Linked DNA regions of Macaca mulatta: region 2 is linked to region 1. Evidence: chromatin contacts called from public Hi-C data. All regions are on one chromosome and are shown on one strand. The core of a region is the stretch at or near the end of the contact, and the rest is flanking DNA. Distances in the headings are between cores, read along the strand shown. Region 1 holds the start of CNEP1R1 (CTD nuclear envelope phosphatase 1 regulatory subunit 1). Region 2 holds the start of BRD7 (bromodomain containing 7).

Region 1 (7,301 bases), core at 2,870-5,369:
TTTGCACCCTCAGCTCATACCCTAGTGCCTGAACATGTCTTCCTTAAATATGTGTTACTATCTTCTCCTTGCCAAGTCTCATGTATATGAAGTTCTGAAATCCGTTCCTTTTCATCTCTCCAACTACCTCATGGTCCAAATTCCTTAACCTGACTATGAGACCGTATTTTCCTGTCTCCCTCCCCTATGTCCCCCAATCCCTCTATCCATAAATGTAGATGCCAATGACAGGCGAATAACATACGCCCTTTCAAAAGCATGTTCAACATTTATTTTAACACAGTTGAGAGTGAAGGATAGAGAAGCAACACCCCAGGAGGTAGCTCTTACTGTTCCCTCTGTTGTCCCAAGCTCTTGCTAGAAAATTGCACACCCCCTTCAGGCAAACAAAAGCCCTGCAGTTAACAGAACTGTCCCTTTTGAAGGCAAGTTAGCAAAGCTTCCACTCACCACAATGCTTTGCGATGCCCTATTCATCAGTCTGTCTTCACTCCTCACCTACCCAGGATCTAGCCCAGGAGAGCCTGTCATATAACAGATGTTCAATAGCCATTCTCTAAGCACTGCTGCGTGCCGAAGGGAAATGTGATGAATTAGACTTGGAGATGGAGAAATGGAACATTGAGCAAGAAGTCAAAAGGGGTAGTTTGACTTAGGGCTTAAATTCAGGCTATGACAATAATTGTGAGATTCGGGCAAACTGATTCTTACTTTCTCTGTTGTGAAATGGGCCTTGATGACTTTCGAACTTTCAAACTTCTTTTAACTGGTACGCTCAGGTATATGCTTTGTACTGTGATGAGAACACGGTGAGCATGCACACATACCCACACACAACAGAAACAACGGGCCATGAAACCACACATCCTAACTTCCAATTAAGTTTTTTTAGTGTTTTTTTGTTTTGTTTTTTGTTTTTTGTTTTGCCAGGGTATCACTCTGTCACCCAAGCTGAAGGGCAGTGGTGTGATCTCGGCTCATTGCAACCTCTGCCTCCTGGACTCAAATGATTCACCCACCACAGCCTCACAAGTAGCTGGGACCACAGGCACACACCACCATGCCCAGCTAATGTTTTGTATATTTTGTAGAGATAGGGTCTTGCCGTGTTGCCCAGGCTGGTCTCAAGCGTGAGCCACAGTGCCTGGCCTTAATTCATAAAAAAAAAAAAAAAAAAAGTAGTCATCATGTACCCCATAAACAGCTACCATGTACCCACAAAAAAATTAAAAATAATAATAATAGTCATGACTCAGTACATAGATTTTACCAACCTCTCATAGATTTCAACCCACAGTTTAAAAAAATATCACCTGAAAGGGTTAAGGGTGATAACGCATGGAAAGGGTTTGGTCCCAAAGAAGGCTCCTTAAATGGAAAACTGAAAAGTGCTATAGTAGAGGAACCTTCAAAATGAAGTGGTAGGGAGTGTCAATTAATTCTGCTGACAAAGGGGAAGGAGGAAGGTTGAGGATGAATTAAATACACAAAATACCAATGGGGGAAAATTGTGGTGCTGCTTAGAACTTTCCTAGCCCTCATCTTTGCATGGCTGGATTCTTCTCTTTTTTTTTTTTTTTTTTTTTTTTGAGACGGAGTCTCACGCTGTTGCCCAGGCTGGAGTGCAGTGGCGCGATCTCGGCTCACTGCAAGCTCCGCCTCCTGGGTTCCCGCCATTCTCCTGCCTCAGCCTCCTGAGTAGCTGGGACTACAGGCGCCCGCCACCGCGCCCGGCTAATTTTTTTTTTTTTTGTATTTTCAGTAGAGACGGGGTTTCACTGTGGTCTCGATCTCCTGACCTTGTGATCCGCCCGCCTCGGCCTCCCAAAGTGCTGGGATTACAGGCTTGAGCCACCGCGCCCGGCCGGCTGGATTCTTCTCATCCATCTTTTGGTTCTCAGCTCAAATGCCTCTGCCTCATGAAGCCCTCCCAGAGCATGAGCTCCTGCTAACCTTCCTTTGTCTCACTGTACCCTATTACTGTTACTCCCTTCATAGAACTGTCAACTAAAGAATCATGAGGTTCATAAATTTGGGGAGGAGAGCTTTATTTCTGTTTGTTTGTTTGTTTTTTGAGACAGGGTCTTGCTCTATTGCCCCAGCTGGAGTGCAGTGGTGCAATCATAACTCACTGCAGCGCTGAACTCCTAGGCGCAAGCAGTCTTCCGCCCTCAGCCCCCTGAGTAGCTGGGACCACAGCCACATGCCACCACGCCCAACTAATTTTTAAATGTTGTGTTTTTTGTTTTTTGCAGAGACCACTCAGGCTGGCTGGAACTCATGGACTCAAGTGATCCTCCCACTTCAGCCTCCCAAATTGTTGGAATTACAGGCATGATCCACTGTGCCCGGCCTGAAGAGGTTTATTTCTGAAGGGTTGGAGCCTGCAGGCTGGCCATCCTGATAAGCTGGGAAGTATGGTCTCTGGCAGAGACCAAAAGCAGGCACTTTGAAGGAGAGAAGGGTGAAGCAGGAACTTATGCCAAATGGGTTGGCCAAGTATACATATTTAACAGGTTATAGGAGAAGCTATGAATATTCAGGAAAGAGGGGTGCACACATGCATAACAAACAAACATGCATGTTACGTGGGTCACATGTTCACTGTGGGGTAGAGACTTAATATTTAATTGCATTATGTCAAAAGGCAAAGTAGAGAACATAAAGGCACTCAGTGTGCAGCCTCTGCAAACCGGCTAGGGCCAGTCTTTGGTGAGTGGTCTCTTATCAGGAGAAAGTTACTGAAATCAGTCTCTTGTCTAATCAAAGCAGGAGTTATGGCTTGTGGAACAAAGGGATCAGTTAGTCAGTGACTGGTAGTTAGTAAGCTGCAATTGTTTTAATATTGCTTGTTTAGCTGCTAGAGGAAAAAAACGAACATTGTGGCAGTTAGAACATAGTTTATTCTTTAAGCGTCTGGGTGAGTGACTTAACCCTTGCCTGGCAGGACCTTAGGTCTTGTTTATAAGTTGGTATGTTACTGCCACAAAAAAATCTAGTCCATCAGTCTTAGGATTTTTTTTTTTTTTTTTTTTTTTGAGACAGTGTCACTCTATCACCCAGGCTGGAGTGCAGTGGCTCACTGCAACCTCTGTCTCCTGGGTTCAAGTGACTCTCGTGCCTCAGCTTCCCAAATAACTGGGATTACAGGAATGCACAACCACGCCTGGATAATTTTTTTGTATTTTCAGTAGAGACAGGGTTTTGTCATGTTGCCCAGGTTGGTCTCAACTCCTGACCTCAAGTGATCCACTCGCCTCAGCCCCCCAAAGTGCTGGGATTACAGGCGTGAGCCACCGCGCCCGGCCAGGATCTCCATTTTAACAAAAGTATTCTTATTTGAAATAAATTTCTTATTTGCTTGTTTGTTGCCTGCTGTAACCCTTCCTCTTTGTGGGCAGGAATCCTGTCTATCTGGCTCATACCCGTATCAATACAGTGTCTAGCATGTTAGGCAATAAAATGGTTTTGAATGAAAGAATGCCACCAATAAATGAACAAGCAGGCCTTGTGATCAAATATAAATGTAGTCAAATCCTTACAGATCTCTTCTTAAGCTATAGGTATTTGGGCTTATACTTTGCCTCATTTATGAATTATGAAAGTTAGGTGACGTGAGAAGAAAGTAACCAAGAGAGAAGTGTTTACTTAAGGAGTTGGTTATCTAGGATACCATAATTAAGGAAGCTGGTTATTTAGGGTTCTAGTTAGTTCTGTACAGATTTCATTACTCCTTGAGATCCTTGAGGACAGAACCAGCTCTTTGATTTCTGTATCCCTCGCTAGCGACCAGAATAATGCCTGGAAGGTAGTGGGCGCTCAATCAACATTTGAGGAATGAAGGAACCAAGCGGCGAACGGGGAATAAATGAATGAACGATCTGGCTTCGGAGGGCTGCAGTTCCTCCCCGGGGCAGGAGGCGGCGCCAGCGTTACGCCAGCCTGGCCGCAGGGAGTTCTTGGTCCCTCCGGCTGACAGTCCAACGCTAAGCTCCGAGGCTGGTGCAAGAGATAGCCAATAGAAAGCCGTCTTAGTTGGCGGTCTACTAGAGGAACCCAATGAGCGTAGCGGGTATAGGCAAGGGGCGGTGCGACGGGGAGGGGCAGCGGGGAGCGGTTAGAGGTGGGAGTTGGCGCTGCGGGCCGGGCGGGGGCCGCGGAAGCTGCGATGCGGACGGGGCCGCGGCGGTGAGCTGAGCTGCCGCCAGACATGAACTCGCTGGAGCAGGCGGAAGGTAGGGTGGGCCGCCCGGGCCCGTCCCACGTCTCCTCTCAGAAGCTGGCGGCGCTCCGGAGGGGCCGGCGTCGTGAAGACCCCCGCCCGGGGAGGAGGCCGCAGAGGATGGAGCTCGGGGCCCGGAGCTTGGGGGCGCGGAGGCAGCCGTACCTGGCCGGACGCGGGGGGCGGCGCCTCAGCTCCCTCTGTCCCCACAAGCCTAGAGGGTTTTGAGCTCCTCGCCAGCTACTATTTTTATTTTCTATTCATTGGCAGACACTTGCACTCCGTGCATTGTAGCCTGCTAATTCATTTCATTTCATTCTCACAGCCCCGCGAGTTGTATCCCTGATTCCTACGGTGGTTTCCGGTAACTGCCAAGGTTAGGAAGTGCCGCTCGGTGTTTTAAAGTTTAAAGCACACCACTGCGGAAAGGATACCCCACCACTCGGAGCAGCTTAGACGCCCCTGTCTTCTAGAACTAGGCGCTGCCTGGGCGCCACGAAGATCACCTGTACCCCCTTCGGAGGGGGCAAGGGGAATGTCTTTCCACACCCACCCGCTATCAGTGTCAAGAAGTCTAGTAAGGCCAGACAGCGTAGCCATTAATTAAATATAAGAGCTGGAAACAGCAGGCGGGTAATTGTAGTCAGGTAGACCTCGAAGACTTTGATGTTAGGCACTACGTGGTTCTAATAGGAAGTTCTTGGTTCCCGGAGAGCTAAAACTGGATTTTAATTTTATTTGCAACCCTGAAATTGTTCGCTTTTGGCGCTGGCTGAGGCAGCTGCTTAGTTTCTCCCCATACCATTTTTATGAAGCTTCTAAAAGTGAATCAGTAAGTTTTCTTATATGAGAAATTGGAATTAAAGAACTCTAATGTTTTTGTCAAGTGCTTAAAAAGCTGTCATAGTAAATGAAATAAACAGTGCAGTGATACATGGAAGTTAGTGTGTAAGACCTGAAGCAGTTAAGAGTGTCTCACGTGTCGTCTTAATGTTAGGTAAATACTCTGTGACATTTCGTCAGAAGAGTAAGAGTGGCTAATTGGAAAATTGACATCTTTCTACCTAGATCTCAAGGCTTTTGAGAGGAGACTTACTGAATATATTCATTGTTTGCAACCTGCTACTGGTCGTTGGAGAAGTAAGTTCCTGAATGTTATTTTAAGGGAAAACTAACAGTTGATAATTTTATCCTTATGTAGGAATGATTTGCTTTTATGTAAAATGTTTGCGTAAATTTATTTAACATTGTGAACAATGCCTTATGAAGAAATGTTTAAGAAAAGGAAATTGTAACTGGCCTTCTCAAAAGAACAGTCTATGTCGTGTGGTTGTTTTTGTTTTTGCATTAAAAAACATATTTTTGGCCAGGCGCTGTAGCTCACGCCTATAATCCCAGCACTTTGGGAAGCCCAGGCAGGCGGATCACCTGAGGTCAGAAGTTCAAGACTAGCCTGGCCAACACGGTGAAACCTCGTCTCTACTGAAAATACAAAATAAGCCGGTCATGGTGGTGCCGCCTGTGATCGCAGCTACTCGGGAGGCTGAGGTGGGAGAATCGGTTGAACCCGGGAGGCAGAGATTGCAGTGGGCCGAGATTGCGCCATTGCACTCCAGCCTGGGCGACAAGAGCAAAACCCAGTCTCAATAAATAAATAATAAAAATATTTAAATTTTTAAATTAACTATTACAACTTTGATAAAGACATACCTAATAAAAATTTCACTAGCCCGTTTGGCAGTTTTATAATTTGCCTACAAACTATTGGAATAAAATTTTAGTAAGAAGAATCATATTGGCAGGGCGCAGTGAGTCACGCGCATAAAAATCCCAGTGCTTTGGGAGGCCGAGGCGGGAGGATTGCTTGAGCATGGGAGTTTGAGATCAGCCTGGGTAACATGGAGAGACCCCATCTCTACTCAAAAAAAAAAAAAAAAAAAAATTTAGCCAGGCATGGTGGCACACCCCGAGGTCCTAGCAACTTGGGAGGATCACTTGATCCCCAGGAGGTTGAGGCTGTAGTAAGCTGTGTAGTGCGCTAAGTGAGCTATGTTCACTGCACTCCAGCTTAGGGAACAGAGGGAGACCCCGTGTTTTTTAAAAAAAAAAAAAGTAAAGTCATGTTATTTAATGTATACTTGGAAAAGTTACAAAATTACCCTTAGTTGATTTTTAACAAAGCATAACTGCTGCTTTGAAGTCTGACCTAGAAAAGAAATTCACATTATTAGTATCTATTCATAAGTATCATGAGTGCTACAAAATATAATTTGAACAGTGATTACTTGCCCATGGAAATACATAGGAAGTGTGGACAAATATAGGAGCCATGAGATCATCAAACAAAATGCTTTGTTAGTATATGTTTGGAATAGTTTTGGTTTGTTTTTTGGAATGAAGTCTCGTTCTGTTGCCCAGGCTAGAGTGCAGTGGCGCCATCTCGGCTCACCGCAACCTCTGCCTCCCGGGTTCAAGTGATTCTCCTGCCTCATCCTCCCGAGTAGCTGAGATTACAGGTGCCCGCCACCACGTGCAGCTAATTTTTTTGTATATTTTTAGTGGAGATGAGGTTTCTCCATTTTGGCCAGGCTGGTCTCAAACTCCTCACCACAGGTGAGGCTTCCCAAAGTGCTAGGATTACAGGTGTGAGCCACCACACCGGGCCAAATAGTTTTAATTTCTTGGATGGTCATTATTTAAATTTAATTCCTATCAAGAAGGAAGTGTAGTAGCACACATTGAGGATTTACTTTATTTCAAAGCGTAAATCGGTTTGCTGGACCAAAAAAGTACTATTGAAGCTAAGGATCTGGCAAGATTTTTTGTGTAATTGTTATTAAATCTATTTGCAAAGTTTTATTAGTATGCTGTGAGAATTCTGGTTGGTCAGAATTTACAGGTAATGATTTTCCTAGGTTCTCTGGTTTACCTAGGAATTATCCCCAAAACCTATGTTTCACTGTTAATTGAATATCTTTTAAAATGTATATGATACTGCCCTATCTTATAAAAGGTGATATAAATATACTTACTTTTTCTCTGACTCATGGTCTTAGCACTTACTTGGTTAATGAACCAG
Region 2 (7,301 bases), core at 3,136-5,635, 350 kb after region 1:
AATGCGACTGATGATCATTAGAGCCACAGTCAAGAAAGGATAGAGCAGCTGGAACATGGGGCGGCGGGGGGGGACTTCTAAGAACCTATCCTGAAGATATTCTTACACAAGATATTCTTATGTGTGTACAATGAGGCTCACTGCAGCATTACATGTAAGATTTAAAAGTAATAGTCGTAAGTATGGTATATCCATGTTACTAAATACTATGTAGTCAATATAAAGAATAAGATAATGAATAAAACAAGAAATGAAGAATATTAATGTATTCATGGGATTATGGTGGTAGCTGCCAGAACAAAAACCAGACTGGTTCAAAGTGGTTACCTCAACTTTTGTTAAACAAGACGATGGCCGGAACAAAGGGCACATAAGGGACAAAGGTGGATAAGCCACGTCAACACACTTGGGAGACGGAAGGCAAATGGGGTGATTTGCAGAACAGAGAAAGCAAGATACTCCCGTATGCAGAGAGGTGGATACCTTTGAAAAAAGCCCAAATCCCAAAACCCTGGAAAAGCTCAGAACTGGGAGACACCGGGAACCTGAGTCTCCAAATCTCCAGATGAGCCAAAAGTGAGGAGAAATGCCAGACTCAGAAAACTGGGTGGTAAGACCTTCAGCCCCTGTCCCATAGTTGGCTCCAGAAATACGGATAAAACTGGCAAAATCCATCTCCTAGGAGAGGATTTTTCTCTGGAGAAACTAAAATCCCAGAGAAAACACCTGTAAGGTACAGACATTGGGGCATTCTTCACCAAAATGACCGAGTCCCTGTTAGTCACTCAACAATAAAGTCCATTAACTGACAACCTCTGTCTAGGTAAAAAGCATTTAATCAGCTTTGTAGAGACTGCAAAAGCTCAAAAGACAACTAAAGGATGCTTTCAACAGAAAACAGAGACAGACGAATAAATGGAAGAATTTGGGGGAGAGAGAGACAGGGCAGGGAGCAAAAGAAAACTTAGGAGGAAAAAACAGGAAAAAACTTCAATTAATATCTTCAGAAAAAGAAAAGAATATACTGCATCTAAAATCAAGAACAGGGTGCTAATTCAAAAAGGACAAATAGAGAACAAGAAAAAATTCTTGGAAATTCAAGGTATAAGATCTGAAATAAATCCAGAAAAGTCAGAAATTTTAGGGATGTTCCTTGAAGGAAGAACCCTCCCCCGCCCCACACACACCCAGAAAAAATATGAGAAAAACATAAGAAAATTAGAGGATCAGTTCAGGAGTCTAATATCTAAAGGGCAGGAGTTCCAGAAACCAAGAAAAGAAAAAATGGAGGGAAAGAAATGAACACAGGAACACTTCAAGCAAACAGCTCTGAACTGAAGGCACAAGTATTAATTACGAAATGTCAGAACACTGAAGATAACGGGGAAGATCCTAAAAATTTCAAGTTAGCAAATACTGGTCATATGCAAAGGACTAAGAATCAGAATGGCAACAGACTTCCCAACACCAATTTTGGGAGCCAGAAAACAACAAAGTAATGAATGCCTTCAAAAGTCTGAAAGAAAATAATTTTCAATCTAAACAAGTCAAACCATCAACCTGTATGAGGGTAGAACACAGATTTTCAAACATGTTAGAACTTATAAAATCTACCCGCTCTGTATGCTTTCTTAGGAAGTTCCTAGAGTTAAGAGTCCACCAGAACAAGAGAATGAATCAAGAAAGAGGAAGGCATGAGATCCAGGAAGCAGGTGAAGGAGAGTCCCAAATCCAGCCTCCAGGAGACAGAGAGCTGTAACATAAATGTCTCCAGAGAAAAGAACTCAAATGAGTTTCATAAATCTTAGAGTTTAGGAAGAATTATTAAGCAATAACCAAACAAATGAAAGCAATGATCTAACTAGTTAAGTTCAGATTTGTATTTGCATACTGTACTTGTCTACAATCGCTTTAATATTAATTTAACCAATAATTGTGATGTACCTATATCTTGAGCAAGGGAAATTGAATTCTCACCTTCCATAACATGATGTCAGTAGAAGATATAAACTGCTAAATCAGCAAATATAAATCTGTATTTCGAAATGGAGATAAGTAGGCAAGGAAAAATACTAAAAAGTGTAGGAAGTACAACTCCAGAGTGGAGCAGCAGCCTGCTTTGTGTCAAAAAGCTGTGTAGTACTCTTGACTTTTAAAAACCATCTTCACGCATTACTTTACTACTATTAATCAAAAAAAAAAAAAAAAAACCAAAAAAAAAAAACCAAAAAAAAAAAACAATTGGTTACCTCTGAAGAGGGAGTCTATGTGAAGGATTGCGGTGAGGAAAACTTTTTTCATTTTGTGTACTTTTGTACCACATGAACTACTTTTAAAAAATCAAATGCATATATGGGTTTTATAATTTAAGGAACAAAACAAAACATTACTCCTACCTAGCCAAAGCTAATAAAAACTGGGACAAAAGGGAAGGAATAGACTTAAGAAATCCCCAAAATAAGATCTCTAAGACTTGGTGACTTAGCAATGTGTTCAATCACATGTAAGAGAAAGCTCCTGTTGTATTTACAAACATAAGTTATATAACTAACCTATGAAAATTTACCTTCACAATAATTGATTTACTGAGTCATTCAGTGGCAGGTCAAATTTGGAAAGTTAATAACAGTAATAACAATGTTATTATTATTAGAGACAGAGTCTCATATTATTGCCCAGGCTGGAGTGCAGTGGTGTGATCACACCTCACTGTGACCTTAAACTCCTGGGCTCAAGCGATCTTCCCGCCTCAGCCTCCTGAATAGCTGGGACACAGGTGCACACCACCAGGCTCTAGAAATTTTCGTAGTTTATTTCGTAGAGACAGGGCCTTGCTATGTTGCCCAGGCTGGTCTCGAACTTTCAGCCTCAAGCAATCCTCCCACCTCGGCATTCCAAAGCGTTAGGATTACAAGCGTGGGCTGCTGCGCCCAGCCATTAATTATTCTGCCCAGCTTTCAAACCAAGATGGCAGCTACTCATTCTTTTCTGTTAAATGCAAATGGTTAAGAATATCAATCTCCATTACAGATCTCTGACCAAACTTTCTCAATAGACTACAACATTGTTTTAAAAGATTTAAAGTTGCTCATTACAGATTTGGCATTATAATATTTATTTCAGAACAAAATTTAAATCCCAGTAGATCCCATTCACTTCTGAAATGACTCTGTTTGACAAACCTCGAACACTGAGGCTTTCTTGAGCATGACTTTTTACCCTGCCTAGACGGAAAAAGCATTCTTTGAAGCAGCTCCTGAAAATTTGGGCTTAGCTGCTTCCTCACCTGATGTGCGAGTACAATTGCCTAAGAGTATAATTCAAAAACGATTTGCTGAGACTCATAGATGATTCATGTCTCTATTCTGTCCTGCTCCTCTTCAAATGAGCCAGATCTTAGAGGCGTTTCAGTTTCCCCAGATACAAAGAAAATAAAGTGAGGTTGGTAGCTGGAGGAGGCGGTGCCGTCCGCAAAGCCAAAGCAATGCAACCACTTGTACCTTAACTCTTCTCCGTTTTCTCCCCTTTTCTTCACCTGGAACCTGCTTCTCTCCTTTCTTTCTCTTTTTCCGCTTTCTGTCCTTGTGTTTGTCATGATCGTTTTTGTCTTCGAAGAGGCTGGAGTCGTGCCCCGAACTGCCCGTGGAGAGTTCGGTGACTTCGTTCCCTCCTACTTTGAGAACCAGCTTCAAGGGCTTCTCCACATACTCTTAAAAAAAGAAAAGAAAAGAAAGCGCGTCGATTAAAGTCGGGGCTCTCCAGGGAGTGCTAAGGATGCAGAGCGCGAAGGCGCAGCAACGCCGAAGTGGCTTTGGGCGCCCCGCGAAGCACCTGTTGAATGACAGAGCCCGGCCCGGGGGTGCGGCACCGCCCGCCCCGAACGCTCCCACGCCTCTCGGGCCGCCTCACGTCTCCCCACCAGAGACCCACCGGCCCAGGGGGACCCGGGTTCGAATGCCGCCGCCGCACGGGGGGCAGCGCGGCCTCGGGCAGGACGCGCCCCCTTCGCGGGCCTGGGCCTGCCGTGGGAGGGAAGGGCCCTGGGCCGCCCCTAAGCCACTGGGAAAGAGCGGAAGCCCCGCAAAGGGGCCGAGAGCCCACCGCCCGCACCTCGGCCCACTCCTCACCCTCGTAGAGGTGTTTCTCCGACTTGTGCTTCTTGTGCTTCTTGCCCATGTCCGACCGGGCCCCGGTGCCCGCCCCCCGCGCCAGGCCCAGGCCGTGCGGCGCCGCTTCCGGTCCGGGCCAGGCGAGCGGAGGGCGGGAGCGGGGCCCGCGAGACCCCGCGCCGCGAGGCAGGGGGGCGGCGCGCGCCGGGCGGCGCGAGGCCCCTCTCGAGAAGACGGCGCGCGAGACCGGTCGGAGCCCGAGAGCGGTGGCGGGGGGGCGAGCGGCCGGAGCAGAGGCGGGAAAGAGGGCCCGCCGCGCGTGCAGGGTGCCGGCGGCTGCGGTGGCGGCCCCTGGCGACCGGAGGTGGCGCTGCAGCTCGCGGGCCGGGGGCGGAGTCGGGGCCGGGAGCGGAGCCGGGGCGGGGCCGAGGCGGGGCTGGGGCGGGGCCGGGGCGGGATCTACCGCTCAGAATCTTGTTTGTCTTCCTTCCTCCTTCTGCCCTCAATCTGTCTGTCTTGTTTCTGTCTTTGTGTGTCTCTCCCTCCCTCTCCCCTTCCCTCCCTTCTTTCTCCTCCCTGTCTCTCTTTCTTTTTCCCTTCCTCCTTCCTTCCTTTCTTCCTTCCCTACTTACTGCCTCCCTTCAAGCCTTCCCTCTCTCTGTTCTTCCTCCCGCGTCTCCCTTCCTTCTCCTCTCCCTGTCTCCTTCACTATTTTTTCCCTTTTCTTTTTTTACCCTTCCTCCTTCCCCCACTCTTCCTTTCTTTCCACTTTCCCTTGCTTGTTTCTTCCCTTTTACAATATTGACTGAACCAGCAAACTCAGCACATTGGTGACTGAAGATTCTAATCTTAAAAAAAAATCTCATGTGCTGATAGGTGAAGATTTCCAGATGTCTCGACTGTCTTTACTTCTAGCTGTATGGTGCTTTGTCTGTTTTCAGATAAGCTCATAATTATAGTCTCCTCTTAAGAAAGGATCTGTCATCAGTCATTTATACTTCAGGAAGAATTTGGACCCATGAATCACCTCTCCCAGGAAGATTTGTAGCTTTACCTTGAACTTCAGTGGTGAAATTATAGGCTTATATTTTAGGACCCTATTGTTGGCAAGTGATAGAAACCAATTTGAATTATTTCAAGTAAATGAAAAGGGATTTATTGGTTTACATGTCTAGGAAGGGCAAGAATAAAGCTTGCCAGAGGGAAGACAGGAACCAAGGATGTAATGCTATTGACTGGCATGCCAGCTCTTTCTCTCTCTTGTCTCTCTGTATACAATCGGTCTCCGTCTTCCCCCTTCTTTCCTATGTGGCTGGAAACATGGCCCCCATCTGCTTCTGAGGCCTCTTCTTTATAGTGTCCTGACCAACTGGGAAAAAGATCTCTTCTTGTCAGCTTCACCCGGAAAACAGTCCCAGGGAAGGACTCTGATTGGCTTGGCTTGTGTCACATGTTTTATGGGACAGGGGATGGGAGATTGATTTAGCCTAGATGCCAAATCTACCCCCCAACCCCCTTGGCCAAGAGAAGTGGAGTCTGTGATTGGCAGTCCCTGCCGGACTTCTATGGTTAGCCAGGGAAGATGAGATTCTTCTAATGAAGAGAGTTGCTTTTTCATGAAAGCTAAAAGTGTATGTCTATTGTTTCCCTATAACAAGCCTCTCTGGTGTCCGTGAGGTAGAGATCAGGCTGTGGAAAGAGGGGTTGTGTTGGGGAAGAGAACTTCTGCTGCTCTGAAATCAAGCCAGCAAGGCCCCCTAAGCATGGGGCAAAGCTTGGTTTCAGCTTTTCAGCCATTGTCTATAACTTATTTTGCTTTAAGAAGAACCACTATGCCAACTCCCACTGTAGCTTCTATTGTGGCATTGCCTTGCTCCAGGCTCAACCTGTGGGTTTACCTGTCTGCTCCTCATCACCCTGGGTACCTCATTGGTACTTACAGCATCTGGCACAGTGACTACTACTGTCCAAATGCCCCTCAGAGGAAAAAGGTCTGGTGAACTCATCCATCCTATCGAGTTAGTAATTTCCCTTCCCTCTCAAGAGTGATTGTACACAGGTCACAAAGTGGTCACAGCAATGGAAAGTGAATAAGAGCATGAAGCAGAAAACACCTTCTAGAAAAAAGTTCCTGGACGTGGAAGCCCAAACTCACCTAGTTTTAAATTCCCAGTACTAATACCATGAAGGCACATAGAAGGCACCAGAAAATGCTAGTTGAGCTGTACGGTCCTGGTTCGGGGAGACTCCCCCAGAGATTTCCGCCTGCTGCCATTCATGTCCTCCCAGTGAATGTGGAATGGCCTAGAGACTGGCTTCAGAGCAATAGAACATGGCAAAGATGATGGACGTCACTCTTGTGATGAGGATACGTAAGACTTCAGTCTTGTTTGCTGACTGTCTCTCTTGCCTTCTTGGCTTGCATGTTTTGATGAAGCAAGCTGCCATGCTGGAGAAGCCCATGTGACAAAGAGCTGAGGCCAGCCCCCAGTTGACATCTGGCTACAACTGAGGCTCTCAGTCCAACAGCCTTGAAGGATTGAATCCTGCCAGCAACCGTGTGAGCTTCAAAGTGGATCCTTCCTCAGTGGAGCGTTCAGATGAGACCTCAGCCCTGGCTGACATCCTGATCACAGCCCTGTGAGAGACCCAGAAGCAGAGGACCCAGTTAAGCTGTGCCCAGACTTCTCCCCACACAGAAAATGGGAGCTAATACATGTATGTTACTTAAGTGTTGGGGTAATTTGTTACATAGGAATACATGGCTTATACGGATATCATTGCAAGCAGGGAAACTTTCTAAGCATGCCACGTATCTCAATAAGAAGGACTAAAGTGACAGTAACAACAGCTACTGTTAATTGAGCAGTTGCCTGTGCAGGGCATTTGGTTAAGGCGATGAACACATCACCCCTTTGTATCCGTATTCTGGTCTGTGGGAAGAGTGCTGTTATCCCTATTCCACAGGTGAGGAAACTGAGGCCTGGAGAAGTCAGGTGGCTTCTGCAAAGTCACACACCTTGCCTACCTGGAATTTCAATCCATGTCTGCCTACCTCCAAACCCTACCTTCTAACCACTATGCCACATTGCTCTTGGAAAAGAGGGCTAGGTCATCTCCAACGACCCTTCCTGCATGTTTGGAATCATGTTAAATTAAAACAAATTCCAGAGAAGATGCATGTGCTCCTAT

Evidence for each region. A called contact is a pair of places that touch in the nucleus more often than the background predicts.
Region 2: a Hi-C map of blood shows a contact between it and region 1, with 3 times the contacts expected there. The contact joins the promoter of BRD7 here to the promoter of CNEP1R1 in region 1. A contact is called at or near these places in 2 of 14 Hi-C or Micro-C datasets (blood and cortical neurons).

The regions. Positions count from the first base shown.
Region 1 is chr20:45,461,102-45,468,402 of T2T-MMU8v2.0, forward strand. It overlaps CNEP1R1 (CTD nuclear envelope phosphatase 1 regulatory subunit 1), which reads left to right and starts at 4,120. Exons shown (of 6, transcript XM_015126091.3): 1 at 4,120-4,235; 2 at 5,291-5,362. The coding sequence starts at 4,211.
Region 2 is chr20:45,815,622-45,822,922 of T2T-MMU8v2.0, forward strand. It overlaps BRD7 (bromodomain containing 7), which reads right to left and starts at 4,386. Exons shown (of 18, transcript XM_077985626.1): 1 at 4,128-4,386; 2 at 3,501-3,709. The coding sequence starts at 4,176.